Linked DNA regions of Anas platyrhynchos: region 2 is linked to region 1. A link is a contact called in public Hi-C data. All regions are on one chromosome and are shown on one strand. The core of a region is the stretch at or near the end of the contact, and the rest is flanking DNA. Distances in the headings are between cores, read along the strand shown.

Region 1 (4,336 bases), core at 1,089-3,588:
ATCCACAGCCTTTCCCTCATCCACCAAGCGCGTCACTTTGGCATAGAAGGAGATCAGGTTCATCTAGCAGGACCTGCCTTTCATAAACCCATGCTGACTGGGCCTGATCTTCCCATGCACTCTGTTCCACTCATGTCGTACCTTGCAGTTTGTTCTTTGCAATATGGTTCTAGTTTGGCTTTCTAGTTAAAAATGTACCTAGAGCAATTCTGATAGCTCTTCAGTATAATGCACGATAATGAAAGCAGCTGCTGCCACTCAACTGAAACTGCATTCTGCTTTGAACTTAATATTTATTGCATCTTTTCATTCACAGAGTGTTTCCGACTTAACCTTGCAGCACCTCCACTGCAAGCAAAAGCGATTTTCTGATCTTGTTTTTTAAAAAAAAAAAAAAAGGCATTAATTAATGAGCTAGAGTTAATTTCTTTAAGAATTTCAGGTCCATGTCACTCCTCATCTGCAATTAATTTCATGAAATAGAAATTCAAGTCCCTGCATACTTAGAATTCTTAAATAATTTGTGAACAGGCTACCTGAAGCTATGTTACAGATTGCTATTAAGGTTTATTACATGAACACACAGTGTCCTGTCTTTTGGTAGCAGGCAGTATCTTGCCCTTCACACACTTTTCCAGTGCTGCCTCTCAAGAGATACTGCCACAAATGGAGGACTGGAAGCCTCTGTGCCAGCACGTGGGCAGGCAGAAGAGCCAGGCAGCACCTTCACTACCCATGGAGAGGCTGACACCCAGGCTGACCAGGCAGGATCTGTTGGGTTCAAGGCTGACCAGCGAGTCAATGCAGCAGCCGAAGGATGCTGTCACAATCTCAGCCATTAGAAGCAGTTTCCATGCCCAAGCCCCTTTTATTTTCTCCAGACAACTCCATGAACGAAAAACAGTGCGAGACTGGACAGGTCTGTCAAAGCTCCATTGGGAGTTTGGATTATGCATTGCTTCATTTCCAAGAATCCCCTGGCTCTACTTCAAGCATCAGGGCATGAAATGCTCTGCCTTGGTGATTTTGCCAAGGAGCAAAGAAGTGGAAACAGGAGAAAGCCCCACATGTATTACTCCCCCTGCTTACTCAGGCAGCAGTGATCACCCAGATACAATTCACTACCGTGACAAAAGCACCACAAAGCCAGGTACAGCTACACATTTTGGTTGCTCACACCAGAGGCGATATAAGGTAAATGAAAAACCAATTTAATTGGACACGATACTCATTTTATGTTTTTACTGTCACATTGACTATATTCTATCACTTCTTTCAGACAATGTCTAAACAATATACCAGATCTCTAAACCATTTGGAACAGCAGTCAGCTTTGATACTTCAGAGCTTGCTTTTTTTTTTTTTTTTAATGAAAACAGAAAAACCTCAAAAAGTTAGTTAGAGCAGGGTACTGATAATTATTAAAAAATATAAAGTCATAGGGTAGTTTATTCTGCCCGAACCTTTGAGGAATTCAGCAATTGATGCAATTGCCCAAGATGCAATTAGAAAGCATATTAAACATTGAAGTATGTGCAAGTGAGCCTTCATTCAGATATACGGACATACTAACTGTGACCCAAACAGGCAGGGACATATAGAAAACAATATATCATTTCTTTGAGAAGAATTTTACCTATAGCTGCATACCACTACTAATATGCCCGAATCAGAACAAAACTCCTGCAGGATACTAAGAACAGAATTACTGCTGTTTGAATGTTTCAGTCTGACAGAATTACAGTGTAACAGTAGACATTTTCATGGTGCAAACAATTTGTTTGAATATCTCCAGCTAGAGTGAAGTTCATCTGACAGCCACTGATTAAAACATGTTTAAAACACTGCCCGAGTAGAAAATTTTACAAACACTAGGGTCTAAGCTGGGGCATGCTGCAACTGGGAAAGGCAGCTCAGGTACAGGGCCACAGTACAGAGCGCTCCAGCAATGCCAGGCAGGGCTCCAGCCCACAGGACAGGCCTCCCTGCCTATGGAAAACCTCCACAGATACTCAGAGAGATAAATCCAGTTTTGGCAGCTAGCCAGGATCAAAATGGCAGAGATGACAAAGGACATTAGCAAGTTTTATAACAAATCACATTTATCTCTGTCCAAAAGTTCTGCAAGCTGTTAGACCACTTCGCTATTTTAGTACTATCTAAAAACGTACTTTCTTAAATGAAAAAAAGCAGAGGTCTGACACAAAACTGTAGATGCAGCACAATGAAAGATGTTAACACAATGAGGAAGTTAAACTTACAGCCGCTGTTACTTGCTCTCTGCCTAAAAACCTCAGTATAACTCCCTGGGTTCTGCCAATAGCATTCACAGCAGTAATTAGCTCCATTTATTTCTAAACCGTTACTCAGAGTAAGATACTATACTTAAGAGAGAAACCTCTGCCTCCTGCTGTGTTTTTTTGCTCCTGTCTGTGCTGCTGCCAGTCTAAAAGGTTCTCCACTTCTCTTACTGTCTCTGCAACACTGAAATGTAAAAACACTTTCATAAATGGCGCTTAAGCATTAAAACCAATACTAACTAAAAACACTGTGCTTACATTGAAATTACTAGGAGCAAAGACCAGCTACAACAGATTCTCAGAATACATCGGTTTGTGCCGAGGCGCAGTGCTGAGGACCTAATTTCCACACAGTACTATATTTTTCACACAGCTCTTTTCACCACTGCATCTCAAAATTAGAACACAAGACAGAGGAGATGGTAGAAGCATGGTATCAGAAATATTAAAGCTGACTTCAAGTGTTTGTTCCTCAGAATGCTCCTACCTCTACAAAAATAGCACTTCATCGCTTAAAAATTTCAGGATTCCTTAGGATGCAGGCATCTCAGTCAGCCACAGACACTTCCAAAACATTCATCCTTAAATAAGCACAGATGTGGGCTAAGACCTGTGTCTCCTGGCTTGTCAACTAATGTTAAATGGACTTTCAATGCCTCCTGTCATGTCTGCTAATTTAAGGCTAAACTCAGGTTGTTTTGTTCTGCAGGCACACAACAGAAAAGAAGCACTGAAACAAGTTTTGCTCCATTTTTATGTATTATACATCTTACTTTATAGGATACTATATATATGTTTAGAATTGATGTTTTCAGACTTTAAAGGTTTCAGACTTTGAAGGTTTCATACTCAAGATTCCCTCTCATGATCACTGTTATGACGACAATGTTCCTAGTAAGTTAAATTTGGCTCCTGTTATATCCCTAAACACACTGCCTGCTACAGAAATAGAACAAACAGAACAGAGGTGGGGTGACATGAGCACACAGCTATGATTCCCTCTAGCTTAGCATTCATATTTTTGTAGCATCTGTTTATAGAGAACTCAGAATTTCTTTCTGTAAACAGAAGCCTTACCCAACCAACAAAATAATAACCAACAGACAAATGTTCAACCATTTGATTAAACTCAGTTCCTACAAAGTTCAAATACCAAGAAGCAGCAATCAGTAAGAAATATTAATGTTTAAGTTTCTTTTCATTAGATATTTAAAAAATAGATTACCACCTAGATCTTTCCAACTTCTACTTTTAGGTTTTTGTCACTCCTTTAACTCAAGCTGTCAATGAGCTTCATGGAAATCAAACATTTTCCATGCAATCCCCAAACTGCCATGTCTTGTTTTACAGAAAGTGTCTTCAGTATTGGCTACTATGAGAAATCCAACATTTAAATTCCTCTTTTCTCATGATCTGAATTCTCTGCAAAGTAGGTGGAAGACAGGATTCTGCTTGTCCAGTTGGTGAAAGAAATATCTAGAAGGCAAAATACATTGCAACCTAGAGTGCAAGTAGATTGACATCTAGTGTTAAAACACTGAACTACAAAGCCTATACCACATCCAAAAAGGGTGAATTTCAAGTAAACGAAAAAAAAATTTAAGCCACAGGAGAATCAAATCCTCCGAATACAAACATGCTAATCCCCACACTACCCAATAGCTTTGCAGCTGAAAATACTGTGGCCAAGCCAATTGCAATTTTAGCCTCCCGTGATAAACTGACATGAAGTCTTATGCAGGAGTTCAGCTATGAAAACACTCATTTTGTGGCTGAGGAGCTATAAATGACCTTTGCAGTTCAGTAAACCTAGTCAGAGGATCTCCAGGTTGCTACATGTCTGTAATGATGGCTGAAGAATTTGTCCATGTACACATACATACCCTGTAGTTCATAAAATTCATGATTATTCCTAGAAAGCTATGTAGTACTTCATCTTCTAACCATTTTCTTTCATATCAAACCTGAATCTAGCGGTTTCATTTCCCCAAATATGCTAATACATATGAACTCTGCATTTATTGCACTACCTTTAA
Region 2 (4,336 bases), core at 1,200-3,699, 200 kb before region 1:
ACTGGGTGATCTTGAGGTCTCTTCCAACCTAGGTGATTCTGTGATTCTGAGAAACAGAGTTTGAATCAGACACCCTACATTGTGAACAACACCCTACGTTTTTCTGAAACTTTACTGAAATTAAAGTTTATTGGCATAAAATTTGAAGGGACAGGTCTTTAAAAGTATTAATTATTTAAAGTTTGTTGCACTGGATATGGCACTAAGTCACAGAGCATCAGACTCTAACATTAAATGGAGTTCCTGTGCAGTTGCTTGCTATGTCCAGGTATCTTACCTAATTCATTTCAATAAAACAAAAAAGAAAAAGAAAAAACCAAACCAAAACAAAAAAGCAAAGTATCCCAAGCTATCAAAATATTTAAAAGTGACATCCTCTTGTCTGCTTGACATACACAAAAGTAAAATGTTTCACATTGGAATCCCTGAAATTAACCATCAAAATAACAAACAGCTTGCTTTTTGAAGATGCTATGAAACTCCAATTCACTGTCTGCAGCTGTGATGTTCAGTGAGTGTTAAAAATCAAGCCATTTCAATTTTAGTGTCTAAAGATTGTTCTCTAGAGATACTCTCCAAGCATTAATTACTGCCATTTCAGCTCTGATGAAAATGGTTTTTGGTGGTTTTTTGTTTGTTTGTTTTGTTTTGTTTTGCTTGTGTATTTCTAGGGGAAAATATAGCCTTGTACTGGAGGCCAAAACACAACAAACATTTCTGTTGAACTCCCCTCGCCATGCTGTCCTCTTGAACTGAAAATATTTTCAAGAGTTTGGATCTGGGTTTTCGTTCCTCAGCATCTCCCTTCCCTTTTAGCAGTATGGCCTGTACATCAGAGAGCCAGGGCAAACCACTCAACTCTAGAATTTGCTTCTGGGTCATCACTCCTGGGCCTCCGACAGCTCTTGTAGACTACTAAGGTCATTTACCACTTAAGCTCTCTTTGCAGGCTGTTGAGCTCAAATGAACCTAAGAGGGTTTTAGCATTGTTGGGAACATGAAACTTCAGGCCCTGGGTGGTCAGCCTTGGTTGGCCCTCCACAGCATCAACAAATGGAGATTAGGTTGGTGGTATTGGGAAGCTACTAGGAACAATCAGCTGACACCGCAATGGGAATGGCCAAGAGGAGTTCTTCTTGTCTAAAGCACTCACCGTGGTCAGTCTTTCCAGTGCTGCAAATCTCTCATCCCAAGTAGCTGCAGATTTCTCAAATGCTTCATGCCGCTTGATTAATTTTTCCACTTCATCAACACTTTGACCTATTTCACGACTGGATAGGTAGGGCTCCTGCCCCAGCAGCCAGGCCTCAGCCACACTTGCGTCTCTTGAAAACTGATGCACCTCCAAAACTGAGTAAAGAATGTACAGACATCAGTGCTATTAATGTCAAAAAGGGCATCATGAAGGTATTGGGCATCTTCAGAATTTACTTTAAAACAGCTGGGGGAAAAAAACAAATGTATTCAGCTAAGTGTTTTCCTTAACTAAGTTCACTGAAATTAACAGTAAAAAGACAGAAATTTCTCATGTTGGCTTTGCTTTGAGGAAAAACAAAAGTTAAGGCCCACCTTTATTTCTTCTGCAGATTATTTCATTTTCTAATTTCAGTGTCTCCTTTCTGTTCTAATCTGCTGTTACCTAGTAACTTCAAAGATGAAATTCTGTTTTCTGCTGTTTTTCTTCCTCACTCTGGCCTGTCAACCAAACAGCTAGACTGAAGGCTGCAAGCCTGTACTTCAGGCTTGCCTACAATGCTACAGTTCCAGGTTTCCTTCCAGCTGAAAAAAGCTTCCACAGCTTTTGTGAATGAGATTGCAACAATTTTGATGAAGAATATGGTTCAACCACCCAAACTCAGGGACAGGCACTTGTGATTCTTTTTCTTAAAGCCTGCTGAGACTCAGAAAGAATGAATAAAGTACACAGAGCAGCCCAGAACTCCACAAAATGATTACACTGTGCTGTACATTTTGAGATGCTCGAAGTGCATGTGTTGGTAACTGTCTGCTGCAAAGCCTTCAGTCCATATGAGTTACAGAAAACCTTGTTAGAGTATCTGAACTATGTTGTTTCTGGTGTAAAAACTGGAAAATGCTCTAACATTTAAAAGTGCATCTTTTGTCAATAAACTCATTAACCTGGCCTCTCAGACAATGCTGGTATGTTACATGTGTAAGATAACAAAGCTTTACTTCCCCATATTTTTTGTCAGTACATCCTTTGTAGAAAAACAGTTGGAATGTGACACCTGCAAAACCTGGTGCATCTGTTTCACCTAGCTCCAGTTTTGGTCATACAGAGTAAGACCTTTAGGGCAGGTTTCTTTGTTTCAAGTTCTCAGTTATTTTACAATTAACAGACATGAATTTTTCAGTTAGTACAGTACAAAAACACTTTCAAGTGATGAAAAAAATAAAAAAGGAGTTTCAAGGTTTTTAAGTGCTCAGAAAGACACAGTGAAGAGAGTTAGATATAGCCCTGCCAAGAAAAATGCGAGGACATCCTTACTCAGTCTCAGCCACTCCCATCTGTCTTCCCATTTGTCAATCATTTCTTTTCTTTTCTCTGTCAGCTGCAGTAGCTTTTCCTTGATCTGGATTTAAGAGGAGAATGCAGGACTGTTACATAAGCATTAGGCAGCACGGTCACCTCACCACACTGTGTAAGCTGGTATCACAAGCAAAAGGCACTGGCATTTACTGACAGGATACATTGTGCTGGATTGTCAGGAATGACTTAAAAAAAAAAGCCATTGTATTCATATTTTTCCTTTGAAATACAAATAAATATGACATTTACATTAAAACACTACGTTTGCATAAGCATACAGTGTCTGTTAAGAACTACAGTACTAACATTATTTGATCAAAGGAGTATAATGGAGAAACAAATCTAATGGTACAACCATACAGTGTATCTTCCACGTTTTTTTATTTATAGATGTGCATATATAAATGTGCTACCTGTGCTACCTGAAGCTACTTGTGCTAACAATGACATGCCAACATAAGCACTATATCATTCACAGGGTGAATACTGGCTAGCAAAATCTTCCAGTTCCTGAGGAAATGTTACTCTGAGGCTGCTCCGCAGCACTTCTGTGTAACACAAGCACAGAAAACATCACCTCCCCAAGTGGGCAGTCTTACAACATTTGGCTATCCTCCCTCTGCAAAAGGGAGACAGGAAGAAACAAGGGTTGAGCCTCTATCCTTTGGCCTAGTCAAATCAGAAAATAAATCAAGGCCTTAGGCAGTCAAGTACATTTCTCTTGTAATATTCCCTGGATTTACTCCCTGTGAACTTTTTCCCGCTCCTTCCCCTAGAAGGCCTCTTCATAAGCATTCCAGCTGCCCTCAGCAAAATTCAGGATGCCTCTCAGTTGTCTCTGCTCTTGCTCTAAGAAATCACCTTTCCAAGCACAGCCATCCCAGAGACAGCTCTCTGCAGACTGAATGCAACAGCTTCTTTGCATTTCCTGGACTGACAGGGATACTTTAAACTTTGGTGTCATCTCTGCTCCCCGATGTGAATCCACAGCATTAAATCTTACACTAATTTCACAATAGCAAGTAACTGCAATAGTCCCTGAAGTAACGCATGTCATTATAAAAATGCACCTTATTAATCCATAAATTACACAATGCAAGTTTCTCTAGCTGAAAAGGAATCTATAGGCCAGCTGCACTGCAGTTGTTACCCGTTCAGTAAGTACAATACCTCCTCTGATGCGTAGTGTTTTCTTGCCAGTAGAGATTTGCCGAGCTCAATACAGGTAGTAAAGCTGTCATTTCGGGCATCGATTTCTGCTTTGATCCCCTGGTGATTGTTCATTAGCAGTTCAACAGAGGAGACATCCCTAAAATAGTCAATCCACGATTCAGAAACATGTCTTTAAAATTTAACAGCTGCTACATTAAAAAATAAATAAATCTAACCCAGAATGGTATGATACAAAATTTAATTCCTAGGTCGTCTTTGTAGTTCAGGAAACAGGGACTGTCAGCAGCACTTCCAGAGGGACAGCACCATTGTATTGTCAATCGGGGGTCAGATAAAGAAATGTGTGGGAAATTGCCATCACTTCAGCAGCCCCCAGCCTGTGCTGGGCAGCATAAGAGCAAGCTGCCACAACACCATCCCATTTTTTCAGCCACTCTTTCAATTTCTGGCTCAACAACACTGAGTGTTACAGATGTTCCTCAGCTGACCTGCAGCCTTATCTTCTGCATGATACTACAAAAGGTATTTCATATTACCTTGGCTTTTCCTGGGCTTCGATCTGCCGGATAACATCTTCCATCCAAAGCATGAGATCCCGAACCATGCTGAAGA

Evidence for each region. Hi-C and Micro-C count contacts between places; a contact is called where the count stands out from the background.
Region 2: a contact with region 1 is called in a Hi-C map of subcutaneous adipose tissue, with 2.4 times the contacts expected there. The contact joins two enhancer-like sites. A contact is called at or near these places in 3 of 8 Hi-C or Micro-C datasets (F5 follicle, skeletal muscle and subcutaneous adipose tissue).

What each region holds. Positions count from the first base shown.
Region 1 is chr3:4,058,848-4,063,183 of IASCAAS_PekinDuck_T2T, reverse strand. All of the region lies in intron 3 of ACYP2 (acylphosphatase 2), which reads right to left. Among named protein-coding and RNA genes, the nearest start is that of ACYP2, 18 kb to the right of the region's middle. Within about 2 kb of position 2,338, at least 1 of the 8 cell types and tissues checked has an H3K27ac peak or open chromatin away from gene starts, as enhancers often do. A contact at or near this core is called in subcutaneous adipose tissue, where this site is marked.
Region 2 is chr3:4,263,889-4,268,224 of IASCAAS_PekinDuck_T2T, reverse strand. It overlaps SPTBN1 (spectrin beta, non-erythrocytic 1), which reads right to left. Exons shown (of 37, transcript XM_072035046.1): 28 at 4,261-4,336; 29 at 3,722-3,860; 30 at 2,510-2,594; 31 at 1,154-1,350. Among named protein-coding and RNA genes, the nearest start is that of EML6, 31 kb to the left of the region's middle. Within about 2 kb of position 2,449, at least 2 of the 8 cell types and tissues checked have an H3K27ac peak or open chromatin away from gene starts, as enhancers often do. A contact at or near this core is called in subcutaneous adipose tissue, where this site is marked.